Regions from separate parts of the Triticum aestivum genome. Here region 1 is linked to region 2. The links are chromatin contacts, called in public Hi-C maps. All regions are on one chromosome and are shown on one strand. The core of a region is the stretch at or near the end of the contact, and the rest is flanking DNA. Distances in the headings are between cores, read along the strand shown. Region 1 holds the start of LOC123115921 (ribonuclease H2 subunit A). Region 2 has its middle 12 kb from the start of LOC123111135.

Region 1 (3,961 bases), core at 612-3,111, 640 kb after region 2:
AGAGTCTGGGCGATTTCATAACTTGTTAACTACTACTCCCTCCGTCCCAAATTAATTGACTCAAATTTGTCTAGATACGGATGTATCTAGTGTTAGATACATCCGTATCTAGACAAATCTGAGTCAACTAATTCAGGACGAAGGTAATAATTTAATTCTTCCACTTCAGCGAATCCAGTACCCATGGAAAGCAGCATTACCATGCTACTCGAGGACTTGACAATTGGGACATAATATTGAACATGGTAAAACTGCGAGCGGAACTGCTTTGCACACGATACTTAGTGCACGACCGTTGGCAATACTTGATCCTGTGGATGTGCTCCACTTCGTCATACACATGCGTGGTTGGATCGACAGGATCGTGCAACAATTGGCTGCACAGTGAATAAATTAAAGAATTGTCGACCCTAAAGTTGAAATTCATGCACGGTGCAAAGAAATAGATATGGGAGCTCTCAAATGACAGAAGCTGGTTTTTTAAACTAAAACTACTGTTTGATGTTTTACTCAGATAAGAAGTACACAGAAGCAATTATGAACTCCCTCCGTTCACTATTATAAGATGTTCTAACTTTTTCTAAATCAGATGTATGTACACACATTTTAGTGTGTTTGTTCGCTCATTTCAGTCCGTATGTAGTCTCCATATTGAAATATCCAAAACATCTTATAATGGTGGGGAGGAGAGTGGGCGGGCCAGCGGGGGGGGGGGGGGGGGGGGGGGGTGAAAAGAAAAGTGAACTATGGAGACTTGAGGGAATAGCAACAATGAATCAGGTTCTACTGAAAAAGACGAGATGTCTGTACAGTAGGCGTTCTTTCTTCTGTCCATAAACTCAAGGGCTCAGGTTCATGCACACAGTATCAAGTTTTAAGAAACTATGCTTGTTTCTTTCCTCCCAAATCAACCAAAGTACTGAGTGTGGTAACTTAATACAAGACTTGGTCTTTAAATGATAATGTGATCCAGTTTCCAAATTTGCCTCTTGGTGCAGGATGCAAGTAATTTGTTTATTAAAGTAAAATGCTATCACTCCGTTCACAAATATAAGATGTTCTAACCTTTTTCTGAATCGGATGTATATATGACACGTTTTAGTGTGTTTGTTCACTCATTTCAATCTGTATGTAGTCCACATTGAAATATCCAAAACATCTTATACTCCGTATTTGTGAATGGAGGGAGTATGTCACAGCAACCTAAACTAATTAAGGAGTTAAGCAATCCAGGCATTCCCACAAGCACAGCAGTCAAGCAGACTACTAAATTTATGAAATACAAGAAAAGGGCATGAGTGAGACCTGCAAAACTGAGGGTGGCAAGAGTGTCATGGTAGGAGCGCGCGCAATACATGCAGCCATACACCATGGGACCTGCGGGAGCGATAAACACGAAGTTATGATTCTTTTCGGAAAGAACACATCTAATATTTCTGCTTAATCCATTCGCAAATCCGAGTTCTGCTCCGGATATTTCATTGGGGATGCGCGCAAATCAGATAAAATTGCGAGCAAGATTCTACCTTTCAGCGGAAACGGGTTATCAGCGTATAATTAACAGTATCTTGCAGCAGATCTACAAGAACCGAATGCATATGCATGGCCCAATTCGCCAAACCGAAAGCTAAAATCAACAGCAAGACGGAGAAGAGGTGGTTTACCAAGAACAGGGCCGCGTCCAGCCTCGTCGATGCCCATGAGGCAAGGCTCTTTGGTGGCCCACTCCGGCGTTGCCGCCGCTGTCGCCGTGGCCGCCGCCGCCGCCATCTCAGTCGCAGTTTTTCCTTTTCTTTTTTGATGAGTGAAATTTCAGTCGCAGCTGCGCGCGGGGAGACCTACCTGGTGCCGCGAAAACGGAGAGCTCCTCGCCAGCGCCTTCAGCGCCCGCTAGCGAACCCAGCGCCCGCTGCGTCGCTTGCATGGGCTTGGCCCAGCAACGCGCGCTGGCTCCCGCTCGCTAGCCGCCCACTCCATCGATAGATGGAATATCCTATTTGACGCTCTCTGCGTCAAGCTGTCGAGGCTTCGCATAAGAGCTGGCGATCGAACCGTGAACTGGGCCGGCCCATTTACAGTATTCGCGTTTCCGGTTTTGGGAATCTTCCAGAGTTTCCCAGCCGTTTTTTTCTGGTTTTGGGAAGCTTCTAGAAGATTCCCTGAACCGGTTTTTTCCTTTTTTGGTTTTTAGTTTTCTTTTTTTACGTCTTTCTGTTTATTTTTCTACTTTATTTTCTCTTTTTCTTTTCCTTTTCTGTTTCATTTTTTCCTTTCTTTTTTATTTTTCATTTTTTTTGAAAAAGTTTATGTTTCAACAATTGTTCGTAAACTTAAAAAAATTGTTCCCACTTTTAAAAACGTTCATTTTTTCAAAAATGGTCGTGTTTTCCAAAATTGTTCATAAATTCAAAAAATGTTTGCATTTTAAACAAAATGTTCTGAGATTTAAAAAATGTTCCTTTTTTAAAAAATGTTCGTATTTTTCCTTTTTTGGTTTTCGTTTTTAATTCGTAATTTTCAAAAAATGTTCTGACTTTCGAAATGTGTTCACTATTTTGAAAACAAATTATGTTTTTGAAAATTTGTTCGCAAACTTAAAATATGTTTGAGGAATTTGAAAAAAATGTTCTCATTTCTAAATATTGTTTTCATAAATTTGAAAATGTTCTGTAATTTCAAAAAATGTTCCAGCCTTTTCAATTTTGTTCACATAGTAAAAAAATGTTCATCTTTTCTGAATTTTTGTAAAAATTGCGTTCATAATTTCAGAAAATTTTAGTGTTTAGAAAAAATTGTTCATGATTTCAAAAAAAGTCCCTGCTTTTTAGAAAATGTTATAGTTTTTTGGAAAATTGTTCACAAATTTTGGAAAGTGATTGTGTTTCACAGAACATTCCGTTTTTTGAAAAATGAAATTACTTTCGAAATTCCTAAAGTAATTCGGATCTGTAAAGCGTGTCTGGTTCTTTAAGTCTGATGCTAAGTTATGAGCACATTTGAGTACCAGGTCAGCTGGTAGGAACACATCGTCTGGATCACTCTATCGTGTGTTCGAATCCCCGCCATCGAATTATTTTTTGAGCAATGCTCATTCGTGTCGATCGCCATCTTCATGGGCCGGCCCAGTCGGGGACGCTCCTGTGCGAAACCGCAACAACTTGACACAGAGAGCGTCCAATAGGAGGTCCCTCGATCGATCGCTGGTTCACGCAGCACACTCGATCGCTTGTTTTTTTTTCTCTTCCCCAAAATTGCTACATTATGTCATGATTTCTCTTAGACAAAAAAACAACCGGTTTTCTACAGTACATACTCTGGTTCTTAGGAAAAAGTTCATCGAATTCGAAAAAAAGTTCATCATTTTTGAAAAAAAATCGTCAAATACGAAAAAAAGTTCATCAAATTTTATAAAGTTCACCGAATATGAAAAAAAATCATCGATTTTGAAAAAAGGTTCATCGGATTTGAGAAAAAATTCATCGAATTTGGGAAAAAGTTCATCAGATTCAAAAAAAAGTTCATCAAAGTTGAAAAAAAGTTCGCCAGATTTGAAAAAAGTTCATCGATTATGAAAAAAGCTCATTGAATTTGTAAACAAAAAGTTCATCCATTTTTCCGGAAAAGAAGTGAAGAAATAATTTTTCTCGAATTTTAAAAAAAGGGGAAAAAGAAAAGGCGAAAGAAGAAAGTGTAGAAAAGATGTATGATATCACATCAAGCTTGGTGGCGCGGTGGTTGTTGAGTCGTCTCAGGTAGCGTTTGGTCGGGGGTTTGATTCTCCGCCGGGAGCAGTCCTTTTTGTGCTATAAAAACCTATAGCGAACGTTGTGATGGGCCGTCCCGTTAGTAGCGAACGAAGGGAGGGGGTGTGCGCCCGATTGTGGAAATAGCTGGTATCGAGCGCAACGGGCGCCAAATAGGGGAGCAACTAGTTAACGAGCGGTTCGGGAGCACCCCGTGT
Region 2 (3,667 bases), core at 1,105-3,604:
GACCCGGTACCCGTACTCAATTGAGCTGGCCTCAGGGCTCCAGCCGACGTCATCGATGTAGAGCTTGCCGTGACGACTCCTGGTCATCCGCCCAACGATGTATCCCTTGATCCCTATGCTGCCCTTCAAGAACTCGAAACCACCGTGCGCTGGCCCCACGGTGGGTGCCAACTATCATGGACTTAACACAATAGATGCCCTAGCAAAGGACATAGGTGTGGAGCCATCGCGACGTAGTTAGCTTGAAGGGGTTAACGGGACAAATGACACAGAGAGTTTACCTAGATTCGGCCCCTCTCAACGAGGTAAAAGCCTACTCCTGCTTTAGGCTGTATTGCTTGGGTTTCGATTATCAGGGAGCGAATACGCTTGATCTAGCTCTTGATTGATTGTTACTTAAGTTAACCCGTCGTCGGGTCACCCCTTTATATACATAGGTTGATGCCCGGTGGCTTACAAAGTCCCGGCTAGCTCATACACAACGTGTCCGGCTCGGTGACCAACTAAGCTTGTCTTACAATACAAGTTAACATATGGCGGTTCGTACCCATGGGCCTCAAGTCACCTCCGGATCTTGGGCTTTCGATAAGCTTGCTCTATGGACCGCCATCTTCATCATCCTCTTGGGCCTTCTCATCTTAAGCCGCCTGTGGTATGACCCGGCCCCTCCTGGGCGGATCATGTCCACTAGTTATATCTCCAACAGTTTCTTTTTATTTTTCAAACAAATGTTATCGCTTTAGAAAAGTTATGTCATTTTCAACTTCTATTCATAAATCAAAACCTATTCAGATTTTCATAAAATTGTACAGGAATTTTTGAAAAGATTTCATGTATTTTAGATATTGTTCAGAATGTCAAAACGGAAGAAATTTTTGAAAAGATACGATTTTTTAAAAACCAACATTTTTTGAATTTTCAAACATTTTTCCCAAAGATGAACAAAATTTGGAACCACAAAATAATGAATTTCCGAGACATTTTTTATTTTGCCAACAGGAACATTTTTAAGTTTTAAAGGTGCAAACATTATTGGAAACTCTCTGAACATTTTTTGAATTTTTCTATAAATTTTGAAAAAACAGAGCATTGTTTTATAAATTGTCAACAAATTTTGTGAACAGGAAAAAAACTTAAATGCGTGAAGAAAATTTTGGATGGCGAACATCTTTTCAAATTCCTGAACATTTTTTACAATTGTGAACAAATTTTGTGGACAGGAACAATTTTTTAAATTGTGAAAAAATTGAAACCAGGAACATTTTGTGAAATTCGCAAACTTTTTTGAATTTTGCGAACAAATTTTGAAGACGAGAACATATTTGGAATTCCAAAGAAAAATTGAAATTTTTGTTCAAGTTTGAAAATAAATGGACTTGAGAAATAAAAAAGAAAAGGAAGACGAAATGTTAATAAATAAATAAATAATAAAAAATAAAGCAGAAAAGAAACAGAAAAAGAAAAAAGAAAAAATGAAACGGAAAAGAAAAAGGAAAAAAGGAAATAAAAAACAATAAAGAAGTAAAGCAGAAAAACTTGTTCAGGAAATTTTAGAAAAGTCCCAAACCTAAAACCGAGAGCGACTGGCTGTTTAAATGGGTCGGGCCAGATCGGATCGTTAGCTGCGTGCATCTACTCGAATTCCGTACGCCTATGCGCGCGATTCCTAAACGGCGCCCGTAGACGTCTACGTTCCTAACTGAGCGCTAACCACTACGGACATCGTTCACTTCGTGCATAACAGCTTCTTTTTCTCTTATATCCCAGTTCGTTTTTTTTCATTTTTCTATTTTTTTCCTTTTTTATTGTATCTTAAAATTCGGTGAACCTTTCTTCTATTCCGTGAACTTTTTTCAATTGATGAACTTTATTTCCATTTCGATGAACTTTTCTCAAAGTTCATGGATTTTTTTTTTCAAATTTGATGAAAATTTTCGAATTCAATGATTTTTTTTCAAAATTGGTGAGATGAACTTTTTTTCAAAATCGATAAACTTTTTCCAAATTTGATGAACCTTTTTCGAATTTGATGATTTGGTTTTTAAAAATTCCATGAACTTTTTCTAAATGGATGAACTGTTTTTTCAATTTTGTGAGATTTTTCTAATATTTGATGATTTCGTTCAAAATATTGGATTTCTTTTGCTCTTAGTTTTTGAACTTTTTTTAAAACCTTTGAACATTTTTTAACTCACATTTCTCAAAAAAAAAACTCGTGTTTTTTTCTTATGTCAACGGTTGACAGTCAGCTGGTCAACCGCGCAAAGTGAACACGATCGAGGGAAGGAAACGTGATCGAGTGAAGGTAACGCAATCGAGCGAAGGGAACCATTTGTCGAGCGCTTGGGCCAGCCCACGAGCGGGGGCGCACGGGCGCCACGAAGCTGAAGCGGCGCCTAAAGCGCCCTATATGAGCTCTCGTGCCTATGCGTTGCGTTGACAATTTGACGCAACGAGCGGTAAATATGGAATGGGAATCGTTGCGTGCCGGCGGACCGGCTGAAGCGACGCGCCGATCGCTCGATCCCTCATGATTTAACGCCACCGATTTGTGCCACGTCACGCTGTTGTGGGCTCCGCGCGCACCGCTTTGGGCGTTCCTTATCTACACCGCTTAGCTGCCTGTCCACTTGTTTCTTCTTATTTCTTCTAGCCTGAGCTCGCCGCTTCCCATGTCTCTCGTCTTTTCTCCTCAGATTCCACCGGGGTGCTGTGCTCCTGCTCATGTCCAAGCGCACCGCAGGGCTGCTGCACCACCACCGCTGCAAGCTTTAGATTGGGAAACTGCTCCCCCTATTCCCCTCTGTTGTGACCCAGTGGCCTTGCCCAACCAGCAGGACGGCGAGATGCGACCACGCGCGACGGCAACACATGATGCTGCAACATGGGGTGGTGGTGCTGGACCGGTGGGCCGCTGTGCTGGAACCACCACGGCGGCGAGCTGCGACCCCATACCCCGTCGTCTTCCTCTGTCGGTGGCGTGCTGCAACCGGCAACTGAGGAAGCTGGAACCTGCGGCGAGCGGGCTACAACGGGTGGCAAAAAAAGCTATAAGGGAGGCGCGGCGTGCGAACCAGCAACCATTTTTGCTAGAACCAGCGAGCCAAGGTGCTACAACCGGCACCAAAATACGACCGGCGATCCAAAGTGCTACAACCTATAGAATTTTTTGCTACGACGGGTGGTGATCGTGGTGACCACGCGCCTGAAAAAGCTGGAACCAGCAAGCAAAAAAGCTTCAACCAGTGACGCGTTTTGCTACAACATATGCGGTGACAAATGCTACAACAAGCGGTGACATGCAGCGGAGCTGCATCTAGCGGGGCTTTTGCTACAACGACATCCGTTTTTTGCTGGACCAACAGATTTTGCTACATCCGGCATCGTTTTTTGCTACAGACGGCATCGTTTTTTGCTGAAACTAGTCAAGTGTCTAGCTTCCACCCAGGAAGAAAATGCTTCAACCGTTTGTGGAAAAGCTTTATCCAGCTAGAGGAAAAGTTTCAAGAGTGGCATGAGGAAAAATCTTCCACCGCGGGAAAAAGATTCAATGGTGGAAAAAGCTTCAAACGACAATGAAAAAGCTTCAACCGCTAGGAGAAAAAGCTTCAAGCGGTAATGACAAAAAAGTTTCAACCGGGGGAGCCAGGCGAACGACCGATGGCGA

What was found. A called contact is a pair of places that touch in the nucleus more often than the background predicts.
Region 1: a Hi-C map of leaf shows a contact between it and region 2, with 6 times the contacts expected there. The contact joins the promoter of LOC123115921 here to the enhancer-like site in region 2. A contact is called at or near these places in 2 of 5 Hi-C or Micro-C datasets (both in leaf).

The regions. Positions count from the first base shown.
Region 1 is chr5B:234,084,655-234,088,615 of IWGSC CS RefSeq v2.1, forward strand. It overlaps LOC123115921 (ribonuclease H2 subunit A), which reads right to left and starts at 1,862. Exons shown (of 8, transcript XM_044536962.1): 1 at 1,665-1,862; 2 at 1,306-1,377. The coding sequence starts at 1,770.
Region 2 is chr5B:233,439,572-233,443,238 of IWGSC CS RefSeq v2.1, forward strand. No RefSeq gene overlaps it. Among protein-coding and RNA genes, the nearest start is that of LOC123111135, 12 kb to the right of the region's middle. Within about 2 kb of position 2,355, at least 2 of the 8 cell types and tissues checked have an H3K27ac peak or open chromatin away from gene starts, as enhancers often do. A contact at or near this core is called in leaf, where this site is marked.